Regions from separate parts of the Zea mays genome. Here regions 1 and 2 are each linked to region 3. A link is a contact called in public Hi-C data. All regions are on one chromosome and are shown on one strand. The core of a region is the stretch at or near the end of the contact, and the rest is flanking DNA. Distances in the headings are between cores, read along the strand shown.

What was found. A called contact is a pair of places that touch in the nucleus more often than the background predicts.
Region 1: a Hi-C map of endosperm shows a contact between it and region 3, with 5 times the contacts expected there. The contact joins the promoter of LOC100274866 here to the promoter of LOC109943965 in region 3. A contact is called at or near these places in 4 of 25 Hi-C or Micro-C datasets (bundle sheath, endosperm, leaf and 1 more).
Region 2: a Hi-C map of ear shows a contact between it and region 3, with 2.9 times the contacts expected there. The contact joins the promoter of LOC103646016 here to the promoter of LOC109943965 in region 3. A contact is called at or near these places in 3 of 25 Hi-C or Micro-C datasets (ear, leaf and tassel).

Annotation. Positions count from the first base shown.
Region 1 is chr2:14,923,329-14,927,816 of Zm-B73-REFERENCE-NAM-5.0, forward strand. It overlaps LOC100274866, which reads left to right and starts at 1,964. Exons shown (of 1, transcript NM_001149127.1): 1 at 1,964-2,863. The coding sequence starts at 2,123. The coding sequence ends at 2,425.
Region 2 is chr2:14,819,807-14,824,260 of Zm-B73-REFERENCE-NAM-5.0, forward strand. LOC103646016 (cell wall / vacuolar inhibitor of fructosidase 2) reads right to left here and starts at 2,550. Exons shown (of 1, transcript XM_008670754.4): 1 at 1,717-2,550. The coding sequence starts at 2,436. The coding sequence ends at 1,906.
Region 3 is chr2:14,674,798-14,679,326 of Zm-B73-REFERENCE-NAM-5.0, forward strand. It overlaps LOC109943965, which reads left to right and starts at 1,806. Exons shown (of 2, transcript XM_020548170.3): 1 at 1,806-3,776; 2 at 4,266-4,529. The coding sequence starts at 2,177. The coding sequence ends at 3,040.

The DNA of each region.
Region 1 (4,488 bases), core at 714-3,213, 250 kb after region 3:
CAGACACAAACGCGTTAACAACTAGTAGTCAACATAATTGATTCCACACAATATGTCAAGATCCAAAACAGCCCCATCTAATTTTTAGTTGCAGATAACAATTAGTCCTAGCCGATCCAATCAAATCCACTGAAACAATTCAAGCAAACATGGCTATTCAAAACACAATATTCACCAACCATCTTTTTACAGCATTTCCTTGTTCTAACAAAAATACAACAGCATTTACGTTACCCCTGGATAAAAATGGATTCAAACATGAAGCGGGCCGCCACGAAAAAAAGAAGCTAAAGCAGAACAGTGGACAACTATGAACAGTGTTCCTATTATATTTACATTCCTACGATGCAAGTGTGCCTCGTCCTCTGAAGTCCTGAATTGGTATAATCTTCTCAGCGCATAAGGAACAGCAGAAGACCTGAGTTGCATAATGATTTATCAAGCCTAGGATTTTTCATTCTTGTCGCCTTTCATCGTTCTTCCAGAGGGAGACGGTTCGCCACTGGAAGCTGGTGAGGCAGCAGCCTGTTGAGGCTCCTTCAGAGAAGTGGCCATTCCTGAAACTTCCTACAGAAAAAGAGAAAGCAAATGATGTATGTTGTCATTATCCATGTGATTGGTTGTACGAGCGTCTAGCGTCTGGCTAGCTGTAGCCTGACTAATCGGATACGCGCTTGGATCACGTCTGTGTGGATGCAAGAAAAGATGTATAATTTGGCTATGATTACACCAGCACATCCGGAACCTGTTTGTTCCATACAGACAAGCAAACATAGGATGAGGTCTGGTCAATGCATGTGAAGAGCCTAATTGATCTAACGCAGGTAACCAAACATATGGTATATGAGCGTAATGGATCACAACAAGCGTGAAAAGCAAAATTACAAAAACCGCATTATAGAATTTGGTGGGTGGGGGGGTACAACTCATAGTTGAATACTTGAATATATTTGTTTACCCGAACAAATTGCATATCAATCTGTAGTCATTACCGCCGCCAACTAAAACCCATGCAACTTGGAACCCCAAACCAATCATGCAGTTTACACAATTGAGTTAGTCACTGATGTGCTGACATGCACCTCACCTTATGCACTACAAGCAGACAAGCTGAGGAACTTATGTGCCTGAATACTAATGCACACAAAAACAAATCTGACAATAGTACCACACCTTTTAAATTTCTGAATCGTCCCAATTATGTTTAAATGCAGTGGAAGCTTAAATTACTAGACATTGTGCCACAAGCATACCCACAAAGATTAAACATATACAATATACAAATGTAAAGTATATACATCTACATATTATTACAGAATTTCTAGCATCATTCAATCATCTATTTAAGAGCATCATAGATAATTGGATAAAGTAGCAGCACTAAGATAATACCACGTAACACATTACATATTCCATAACATGATCATTAAATAGTTGTTAAGCCTTCAGCTGCCTTCTATGACATTATCATTCAAAATGTTGTTAATTAGTCAAAAGAGATGAATGACGGGAGGTCAAGTTCATGCTTTGGGCTATGTTTATAGCAGGTATTTTATACCCACGGGTTAATGGGTATGAGTGAGGGTTAATGGGCATGGGTGAGGACGGGACGCCGTTTAGCCATTGAGTGAAGGTTTTTGAACATTTAGTCTATATACATATCATAACAGCTAGTTTAAAAACTTTATTTTCTCGAGTGATCTCTATTTTTTTAAGATAAAATGTAATAATTTTTCTTTAGAAAAAGAGAATCCTAAGGAATAATGGAGTCTCTAAAATAGCCATAATAGAGTAAAATTCATCGGATATGGGGTCGCAGGTGTTGCCATCTCTGCTCCCGTCGCTAGCTGGTTCGAGAATCACCCATGGCCCCAGCTTTCCGGTAAGCTCCACGTCAGTCCCGCTTGTCGTGTTCCTCAGCTCGCAACGATAAATACGCACCCGGTCTACTTCGCTGCGAGCCAAGCTCACCAGAGCAGAGAAACTCGCACGCACTCACTCTCTTCCCCCCCTCCTGCCCACTCTCCAAAGCGGCGCAAGCATCTAGCAAAGCTGCGCAGCGCAGCCAGCAAGCTTGGTCTGGAGAGACAGATATAGCCAGCCAGAGAGCAGCAGACGAGGCATGGCGACGTCCGTGGCTTGCGCCTTCTTCTTCGACGCGGAGCCGCTGGGCGAGCCCGGGCGGCACGCGCTGGACGCCTGCGCGCTCTGCGCCAAGCCGCTGAGCCGCAACAGCGACATCTTCATGTACAAGGGCGACACCCCGTTCTGCAGCGAGGACTGCCGCTACGAGCAGATGCACCACGACGCGGCGTACGCAAGGCAGGCGGCCAGCAGCCGGCGGAAGCAGCAGCAGTCGCAGTCGCAGCGGAGCAGAGGGGCCTCGTCCGTGGGCGCCAAGGCGGACGTGTCCGTGGCCAGCTAGTCAGTAGTAAAAGCAAGCACAGCGACGCCGAGAAAGGAGGAGGAGGAGGAGGAGAAGAAGAAGGCCGTGCTGGTTGAAGCAGCGTTACAGCTGCAAGAGATCCCGTTGGGGGGGCGGCGCTCCGCTCCGCTCCTGGCTGGCCGGGCGGGGCGCTGCGCCGCACAACGAGTTTCGTGCGCGGAACAGAGGCAAGCGGAGGTGGATGGATCTGAAGACCGAAGAAGGTGACAGATCGAACCTGATCTGCGGGTTGGAAGCTTAAACCGACGCCATACGTGCTCTGCTCCCCTTGTTTATGTGTTCCCCTGACGGGATCTTCTGGGCTGTGTGTGCTAGAGCTTGAGGCGTGAGGGTGTGTGCGGGAGCACCATCGGCCTGTAATAACTGTACGAATCATTCCAGCATATGTTATGTGCTAGCCCTAAAATTTTGATCGCAGACATGTTCTTGTTCCTGACTGCTTTTTGTGTGCCTTCACGTGTTTCGATTGATCTCTTCCGCACCAACCGATGAGATGAAGCTTGGCAAACGATATGCCTGCCGGGTCTCCTTTGAGCGTTCAGACGAAGACCGCGCCACAAAATCTGCGGCCGGGCCGTTTGATCTCGAGACTGATTAAACAAAAAGTGTACATCTGTCTAGCTAGCAGACGGTGGAGATAATTAATTATAGCAGATTCTCAAAGTTTTACCACTAATAAAAGTCTTGAATTCACCTCAGATTTCTGGAATCGAATCTCCAGTCATGGGAAATGGCACCCGGGGTGAACCATAATCACCTCAGATTCATCAGTTCTTTTTCCGATCGAAGTCCGAACCCCGTCCGGCCGTCGGCCCCAAGGCACAGACTGACTGACAAGTTACGTCTTGGATCCGTCCGAAACCTGCGAGTAAACGGAATTCTGAGCGACCAATAGTCTGACATGACTGTGCAGCGCAGGCGCAGCGGCTTCGTCGAGCTGAGGTGTCGACAAAACAACTAGCTGCGCAAGTGTTCCAGTCGCGTAACCACAGCTATAGATACATACAATTACTACTAAAGTAGCAGTATTAAGTTTTTTATATCCGGAGTCAGTGTGAAGCTAGTGAAACAAAAGATCCAAAAAAATGTCCGAAATCAATGCACACACGTCAGAACACCCTTGGTTCTCCTTTTATCTTTTGTTTACGTCGCACTCACTACTCATCGCTGAGTCACCGGCAGTCCCCACCTCACCCAATCATGGCGGCGAGAGACGTCATGGGGCCGGCCATGGGGCTGGCTGTGGAAAAAAAAAAGAAAAAGAGAAGGCGTGGTCCGTGGACGCGCAGACCCAACATGTGTCGAATCACCCGCTGCCTTGTTGTGCGTGACTCACCGCCTGCGCCAACCGCAGCATGGCCCGCCCGTCCACGCCAAAACCAGCGCAGCGGCCCCGGCCCGCACTTTTACGCGTCAGCCCCCCCCCCCCCCCCCCCCCCCCCCACTCAGCGCCCAACAACTGTGCGATGGAATGCGAACGCTTCCCATCGTTTTGTCTTTTTTTTTATCTCTATCTCTTTCTTTCTTTGACAGTGAAACTGTGAAAGAGGATCAGGCGAGCTGTCCACGTTGCCACATCCCGCAGGTGTTCGTCCGTCCGTCAGTCCACCGTGCGTCTCTTCTCTCGCCGGCCGCCGAACAAGCAGCTCGCGTGCTACGCACGGGACGGGATACAGTCGCAAGCATCCGTAAACAAAGCTGGGCGCGTATCTCCAGAGATGCTGCTCCCCGGGGCGAAACCTGCCTGCCTGCCGGACCGATGGAATCTCGAGCGCTTCGTGCGGCCGCAACGCAACGCAAGCATGCGCCCACGGCCCACCCCCGAAAGCGTGCTCGCACGGCCGCCCAAGTTGAAACCTGGCGACACAGAGTGGTGGTCTACTCTAAACAACGGAGTTTTCTTCCTTCCATACACAGAGCCAGCTAGCGTACCGTATAGGATTCTGTCCAAAGTTGTCAAGTTCAATGCCGGCGGGCGCAAGCACAACAGATCGCGTGCATGTGCGTTCTCGGCCAGTGCGTGCCCACCTCGTAGCAGACGC
Region 2 (4,454 bases), core at 1,300-3,799, 150 kb after region 3:
CGCTCGCTTGGAGCCGCTCGCTCCCTCTCCCGCGTGGACGCTTGTAACCCCCTACTGCAAGCGCACCCGACCTGGGCGCGGGACGAACACGAAGTCCGCGGGATTCCCACCTCTCTCACGCTGGTCTCCGGCCGCCTCGCTCTCCCCCCTTCGCGCTCGCCCTCGCGCTCGACCCATCTGGGCTGGGGCACGCGGCGACATTCACTCGTCGGCTCAGGGACCCCCCGGTCTCGGAACGCCGACACTAGCTAAATATAAGATTAACCCAACACACAATACCCAATGATTATATGTCGTGGACTCGTGGTCTTGTGGCTTTCCAGGCTGGAGACCTTGTCCAGTAACTACTGATGGAGAAGCACGATGCCCTGGAACTGCTTCAAGGTGGCCTCCGCGTTCCCGCCATTTGTGCCTCAAGCTTGGTGGGCTTTTTTGTGGTGCGAGGCGAACTCGATCGGAGAAAGAAAAAAATAACGAGTGCTCTTACTACCAAATTGTTTTGATCTAGATAGATAAGAAGTGGATTTGTGGTAGTTTACCAATATCTGGGGAGAGAGTTCACATGAATTTGGTACCACAGTAGGGATGGAAGTGGATAAGATACCCAGTGAGCATACAAAACCATACTCATACCCACTAGAGAAAAAATATCTCATACCCATACACACTACCTATTATGGATACAAAATTACTCTATACCCATACCCACCACGGGTAGCGGGTAACCACCGAGTATTCATGTCCACCATCATTCCAATAGAAATGCTCTTTTGAATCACAAAAAGTAAGTATCAAATATAAAATATTGGAGCTCCATACCTCATCAATATTAAATGACACTAAAATAGTATATTATCTTTATGTCCGGCATGACAAATTCATCGAATTAGCCAGGTGTGGTCTAGATGAGGGGGATACTAGGACCATGGGAAATTAGGATTAGGTTTTAGAATTTTATTTCATATGAAACACCTCTAGTAATCAAAACTCATATGTCATAGCTTAGGGGTTCTCCATCGGATAGTGGGTATAGGGCAAGAGAGAATATAACCACGCCCACTATATCCACTAGGTATAACAAACAGTGGTGGATCTAGGATCTATGATAAAAGAGGGCTAGAAGCTAACTATCTTTTTTTATCATATTCTTCTTCTTTTTCTCTTCACCTTCTTATTACTTCTTCTCCCTTCTTTCTCCCTTCCTCTCTCTTTCTCCTCTTCTTTCGTCCTCTCCCTTACTCCCTCCTACTTGTAAGTTGTCGGCGCAAGCGGGGCTGGAGCCCACCCAGCCCCCCTCTAGATCCGCCATTGATAACAAATTACTCAAAAAGTATCCATGATTGCCAAAAATCGTTATATCCATGCTCCAATAAAGTTTTTATCTATTGGGACGTGGGTTTTAGGTATCCGTTGTCATCCCCCACGTCAGAATCCGTGAGAAGGAAAATCAAGTTTATGTTACAAGCCGGTTTCCAGGGCGTCGCAGCGCCTCTCTCTCATTCTCTACCATGGGCTTGTCGTTCCTGGGCCGTTGGGCCATCAGCTTCGGTCCACTTCGCCTTTCTGCCAATTACTCACGCGCCTTGAGGTATTTGGATTTTCACGCTTGTTTCCGTTCCCAGCGCCTGCTTGGGCATGAGCATGACACAACAACGGTGCTTGGCTGCTTGCCAATGCAAGTTGGTATGTAGATTGCAGTTTCCAAATGAGGCCTTCTTAGCTCAGTGCAAAATGGTAAGTGTAGTGAATTTAAAAATGATGTACTGGTTTGATACGTAGCAGTTTTTTCTTAATAAGCCCGAGATCATCACAATTCACAACAGTTCAACGAAGCTTGCAAAAGCTCATAAAACCGCCGAGGGTATTCATTTTTAACCTATATCGAAAAGGATTATACACCTTTGCTTACAACGCGGCCGTTACAGACAGCGCGATGGACGCATCCTTCCGGAACCCGGCGTCCTCCGAGGCCAGCGGCGAACGCACGCCCAGGTCCTGGAACCCCTGCTCACAGGTGCCGGGGGCATCCTCCACCGTGCTGAGCGCCATCACCGCGTCCGCGCGGCCCCGGGGCGTGCCCGAGGCGATGCCCTTCGCCGCCACGCCGGTCTGGTCCACGGCCTGCGCGTACACCTCGGAGCAATCGCTGAGGCACGCCAGCCGCTCCTTGTCCTTCTCGGAGGCCCGCAGGGCGGCGATGTGACTGGCGGTGCTCTTGGCGGCTGCCCCCATGATCCTCACGGCGATGGCGGCGAGGCCACGCTTGTCCGCGCCGGCGCTTCCCCTGTCGGCCTGGAAGAACTTGATGCAGTAGGCGTAGCCGGTGTCCGGGATCTTAGCGGCGAAGGACTTGCACGCGTCTTGTAGGACGGAAGCGTTGGACGTGGAGCAGGCGAGGAGGATGACGAGAGGGCACAGAGCTTGCAGAAGCTTCATGGTCCCCTTGACTGGCCTGACTGACAATGCAAATCCAAATTCAAATGTGCTTGGAGTATACTTTTTATAGACTGGTGTCCTTTTGAACTAATATAAAAGGTTTTTTAAGCTGCTGCCCTTTCTGATATCCTCATTTTTATCCTTAGTCATTTTTTGCTCAATTTTGTCCTTATGCTCTATAACACTAGAAGGACAGAACTAAGAAAAAAAATACAACTAAGTTTAAAAACGAAGACACCAACAAAACTGAGGGCACCAGCTTAAAGTACCCTAATATAAATAGGTTACGGCTGGTTTTTGGAACCTATTAATCCCGTACCATAAATAACTGGCGTTTTTCTCACAAGTTCAGTTATGACATGTTACTATACAGAGAAAATTTTAGTAAAAATTTATGACATTTATATGAAACTAATAAATGGATTGTGGCTGGTTCTTGGAACCTATTAATCCCGTACCATAAATGACTGGCGTTTTTTTTTTATATCGGCAAGATCTCACAAGTTAAATTCTGACAGGTTACTCATACAGAGAAAATCTTAGGAAAAGTAGAATAGGTCATCTAGACATCTACCATTAAAAAATAGGCTCATTAATCCTAGAATAAATTTAGAAAAACTAAAGCACTCAAAGAACCTAAATTGTTGTTTTTTTGGACGGAATTGTGAATCTTATTGTTTGAGTACTCTAGTATTCAACTCAATCCACATATATTAAGGTGAATACTATAGTATCTAAATAAAACCTAATTGAAACACCTAACAATGTCGTCACGACCTGCAGGGCCCAAATCAACTTGCTAGATGAACTTCAACTTCTCGGGAAACTGGGCTTCAACTCTTTCCGCTAGGTCATAACCTGAGTTACTAACACGAGCATCTAGCGGGCCGAAACGTGCGTGCGACATTGGGCCCTGGTTGGTTGGCTTCCGGAATATGGCAAACCAAAGATTTATCAAGCCATGATTTTAGCTATTATTTGGTTTGCTACCAAAACTCGTTAATCTTTCACGTTTGGATTGTCAAATCTATAGTATTTTTTTACCTAATTTTGGCTTGCCAGACCTTTGCAGCCTTTACATGGCAATTGCATAAGTCCGTTTGGCTGCCACTTGCCACACCACGTCCGTAAGAACCTGAACGAGCCCTTTCCGGGCGGTTGCCCATCCGGTCGTTGTGCCCTCCGGTTCTAGACCGCGCCGCGATCCGCTAACACATGCATTGTCGGTCTGTTGTGCCTCAAAACCTTGACGTCAAAGAGTCAGAAATACACAAAATGCTCTGATTCGGACACCATTTCTATCGAGGCAAGTCTGTTGCACATTGGCTCTGATCTGATACCTCTCCAAACGTGCATTCTTTATTCCCAATTTTCCGTTGCGTCTTTTGGGTGTTCTTGGTTTGGACTTTAGAACGTAGAAGCTCTTACTTTATCAGGCACATATAGTCATATATATGCGCATTAGGCATGCTCTATCTCGCATCAGATGTCTAAATCTGATTCATGAAACGTTCGACATCTTAGAGATGATGAAACTACGAACGTGTGGTTATATATGCCAACGGTGTTTGAGTATGATGAGTGATGGTCGAGGAGTTGATTAGCTTTGGTTTAGTGTTGACTAACTTTAACGTCATGTACTGTTGTACAACATATCTCTTAGCTTTTGGTGTGTACCAGATGTGGCAGTCGACGTCGGAGGTGAAGGTCAAGCGAGTTCTTGTCGACGGACTAGAGATGTCATAGGATCGACCGTGTGTGGTTGAGACATTGACAAGTGCAAGTTGGTCTACTCAAGGTGAAGATCGGTCAAGTCAAACATAGGTGTGTAACACCCTAAATTTAGGGATATAAAATTTCTTTCTAATTATCACCCAAATTCAGATGTTACTCTTCTCTCTCTAGTTTCTATCTATGTCTAGACACACACTCTCTCTCTCTCTCACTCTCTCTTTTTGAGTAGAAATAGCTTATTTAAGGTTGGATTAATTATTTATCTTTGCTAAAACACTATGGGT
Region 3 (4,529 bases), core at 556-3,055:
TGATCCAAACTTATATTTGTGAGTGTTGGTGATGTTAGTTATACTTGGTCTTGTGAGATACTTAATGAGACTTATGTGCTGTGAAACCTGATTTATGTGGTGATATTTGTGATATATATGGTGTTGATGATAAATGTGTTGATTCTGTGATGCGAATGATATATAATGTGATGTGAATGATATATATCTTTTGTTTGTTTGGATGGAACAACAAAAACAAATAAAAAAGGGACATCCTGGTCACTTTGCCGAGTGTAACACTCGGCAAAGGTCGCTTTGCCGAGTGCTATGACCATGGCACTCGGCAAAGAAGGAAACCTGGGAACCGGTAAAGCCATCTTTGCCGAGTGCTGACCATGGCACTCGGCAAAGAAGGAAACCTGGGAACCGGCAAAGATGTCTTTGCCGAGTGCCGTTGCCAAGGCACTCGGCAAAGGGACTGGCAAAGGGGCCCACTGGAGGGTTCTTTGCCGAGTGCCAGTCCACCAGACACTCGGCAAAGAAACCTCCTTTGCCGAGTGCCTACTAGGGCTCTCGGCACAGAGACTGGCTGTGGGGTCCACTAGACCAGTCTTTGCCGAGTGTCGCCGTTGGCACTCGGTAAAGGATCCGTCACCGTCACTTGGCGCCGTGACGGTGACTTTTCTTTGCCGAGTGCCAAATGGCACTCGGCAAAGTCTTTGCCGAGTGCCCGACAAAAAGTACTCGGCAAAGAAGCTGTTGCCGATGTACAGTTCGCCGAGCGTTCTTTGCCGAGTGTTACACTCGGCAAAGGCTTTGCCGAGTGTAAAATAGCCTTTGCCGTGTGTTTAGAACACACGGCAAAGAAGCTGATTCCGGTAGTGTTGGTGGGAAGAAACCAGGTGAGATGTACGTGATTGCTGAGTGCTGACTCCGTCGGAGAAGAAACTCCGGCTAGTAGTGGGAAGCTTTCGATGGCCCGTGCTGTGTCGAGTGTGTGACCGAGCGGGCCCGTCACACCGTGTTTGTGTGGCGCTGCTGCTGCCGGGAATGCGGCAGATAAGGATTATTCTGCATTCTGTAACCCGAGGGCACGAGAAAGCTGCCCGGCGCAGCGTCGATCACGCTTCGTTTTCGCCGGGTCAATTGCAGGTGCAGGTGCAGGAAGGTTCGGCTCGGAAGTGGACCTGCGTCGTGGTCGTCGAGTTCTCCCGCCCGCGAGCTGGCTCGTCGACGGCCGGCGAGAGCTCGAGAACGCTGGAGACGATCGCTTCGCCTGGCCCGTCGCTTTGGGCGTCACGGACGACACGGACTCACGGAGTGCAGTGCAGTGGTACTGCTAAGCTCGCCCGTGGCCTGGTCAGCCGTACAGGATACGGCGCCGACGCGCCGTGCACAGCTCCCGTTGGATGCACAGGTTGCACGCTGTACGAGCCACTGCGTACAGTACATGGATCAGTAGTACTCCCTCCGGTTTCCTATTAGTTGTTGTTTAGGACAACGACACGGTCTCCAAAATATAACTTTGACCAATATTTTTTGTTAAAATACAAATGAACTCTTAATACATTTATACTTTTATAAAAGTACTTTTTATGATAAATTGGCGCATATAAATATTAGGTTCCAAAACTAAATAACAAAATAGTTATTTGTAGTAAAAAATTTATAAGTTTGACTCGAACCTTATCCAAAACGACAACTAATAGGAAACCGGAGGGAGTACTAAGCAATAAGCATACATGGATTTACAGGGTGCTTAGCATACGGATAGATCCGGACTTGCATTAGCCAAGCGTGCAGTGCAGCGCATCCATCCCACGCGGGCGGAGCACGCGTGCACGCGCTGCCGCCATCGGGACACGAAAACCTAGTGCTGCTGCCCGTACTGGTTTGCATGCGGGGTCTGAGCACGGTTACTGAAACGAAACCAGCTCGTTTACCGCAAACCATCTCTTCCTTTCTTGCACGCACGCACGCACGCCTTCTCACGTGATCCAGCCATATTTTAAACACCGTCCTCGAGCGAGGAATCGAAATTTCCAATCGCGCTGCAGTGCACAGAGGAGAGAGAGCCGGTCGCAGAGAAGATACTCCTACCCTACCCTTCCACCACTGGAGGAGGAGCTGACTACGCAGACACCAGACAGCCTCGAGTAACGAAAAGGGACAGAGCTCGTTTAATGGTCACGGCAGCGGCAAGGGGAGATCGACGATGAGGTGCGCCAGGCACCCGTACGAGGGCGGCGTCGGCGTCTGCGCGCCGTGCCTCCGCGACCGCCTGCTCGCGCTCGCCGCCGCGCAGAACGCGGCGTCCTCGCTGCCCCCGCCCCCGCCCCCGCCGGAGGAGCAGGAGCCCGAGCCGGTGTTCCCGAGGTCGGTGTCGCCGTACGTGTGCCGCCGCAAGTCCGACGCGTCGGCGCCGCGGGGGCGCCCACCGGGCAGCCTGCTCTTCTTCCGGACGCCGCAGGTCGGCCCCGCGTACGGCGCCGGATCAGGAGCCGGGTTCGAGGACGGAGACATCGGGTTCCGGAGGCGGCGCGGCAGGTTCTCCGTGCTCGCCGCGCTCTTCGGCCAGAGGTCGGAGGACGACAAACGCCGCGACAAGGAGGGGGCGAAGTACAGGTCCTCGTGGTGGCTCGCGGGGATCGTGCCGCGCTCCCGCCGTAGTGGGAGGAAGGACAGAGAGGCCGGTTTGCCGCCGCCATCCCCGCCGCGGCGCTCGTGCCGCGGGATCAGCGGCCGGGGGCTCTCGCCTGTGAGGTACACCGACGGAGACGGCGAGGAGTGCACTTCCCCAGCGGAGTCGCTGTGGCTGCCTTCGCCGTCGCCGATGCGGAAAACCCCGTGCCGCCGCCGCTCGGGACTGGGAGCGCCCGGGGCCGGTGTCTCGGGGTTCTCGATGTGCATCAGCCCGCTCGTGCGGCCCAGCATGGCGAGGCACCTCCGTGGCGGCCACCCGCCGGACGCGATCGTCTCCGGCGATCTCCGCCCGTCGCCACTCCACCCGCTCACGTCCAGCGCCTCGCTCCACCATTGCCGCTCCTGGAAGCTCGCCGATGGTGGCCGCTTCCGGTGAATTCATCGTCTCCCTGTCACTGTGACTGACCCCTGTAAACATAAACTTCTCTCTCACCGTTCTCCCACTTGTTCAGTCCATTTTCACCCCCAAAATCTTACACGACCATTACATTTCGGGGGTTTTATCCTTCTTTTCTTTCTCTCCCTTTTCATTTTACCTTGACATGAAAGCTATGGGAAAAAGCATTTAGGCCTCGCAAACTGTTCCACTGACACGTGGGCGCCGACATTTCTAACGGTGCCGTTTGTCAGCGGAACATGTTGCAACGCTGTAGAAAGGAAGAAGCTCCCCGTACCCAGTGTTTTCGTGCTCGAATTCTTGTTGCGTTCTGAGATTCTCCGATCAAGTAGCAACAATGCCCGTCTTTATCCAGTCCCACCGGCGGCAAGGGCTTGTGGTCCGAGGTGGAGTCGACGAGCGTTGTACGGCTTCGGATCGCGCGCGTACTCTGGTTTGCGCGTGAGCGGGCTTTCTTTGCGCGCCAAATTCACCGCGATCGACGGTGCCCAAACCGTCGTCGTGAAATTCAGCGCCGTCGCCTCGCCGCCGCTGCTGCTTGAGATGCCAAGCCAGACGATCCGGCCGGATGTGGCATCGCTGGTGCCGGCGGACATCTACATCCCGTCGAGCCACTCCCTATCGCCGACATCGCGGAGGAGCTCGGGCTCCGGCCAGAGCACTGTCACCACTACTGCAAATACAAGGCCAAGATATGTTTCTCCATTTTTCTTGAGTAAGCTCTCGCCTCTCTGCAGAACTCCTTAATTGCTGCATGATCTGAAAACGTCAGATCTTGACCGAAAAAAAGAGAGAGAAAGCAGTCATCAGACGTCAGGTGTTTGGATTTTGATCGGTATGAAAATAGACAACTGTGATCGTGAGGTGTTAGATTTCAGTTGAGCATGTTTCGTTCACTTTTCTTGGTGATCTACTTAACCTGCTCAGTTGAGACTGTTTTTCCCCCCTCACATATGGTGTCCTGGTCATCTTTTACATCAATAGGCCGGTGGCAATTTCGGTTGCCGAAATGGACGTTGAGTATGAGTTTTCAATTGTAGATTATCCACTGTTGCGCTGAGCATCTGGGTGGGTTTTGCACCTTTTGATGTAGTCAGGAGGTTTTGTTTCAATTCTGTACTTATGTGTAGCTGTAGAGTCAGGAGGTTTTGTTTCAATTCTGCAGTATGAGCAAGTAACAGTGTACTTATCTGTTAAATTTCAGATGGTGTTTCATTCCTGAAAATAGAGACGCCTAAAGATTGTTCAGAACATCAGTCGTCTACTTGTGAGCCATAGTATCATATTGCTGCAGGAAAACACAGATATGAGCATACTGCAGCAAGACAATGTAATGTGTAAGTATACACTATGCAGCTCAGCCTATCTCTGTAGTGCCACCGTGTTTGCTTAGCGGAAGAGTGATGTGATGATGCCTTGTTTATATTGATGTTTTTTTAAAAAAATGTAATTATGTCTATCGAATAGC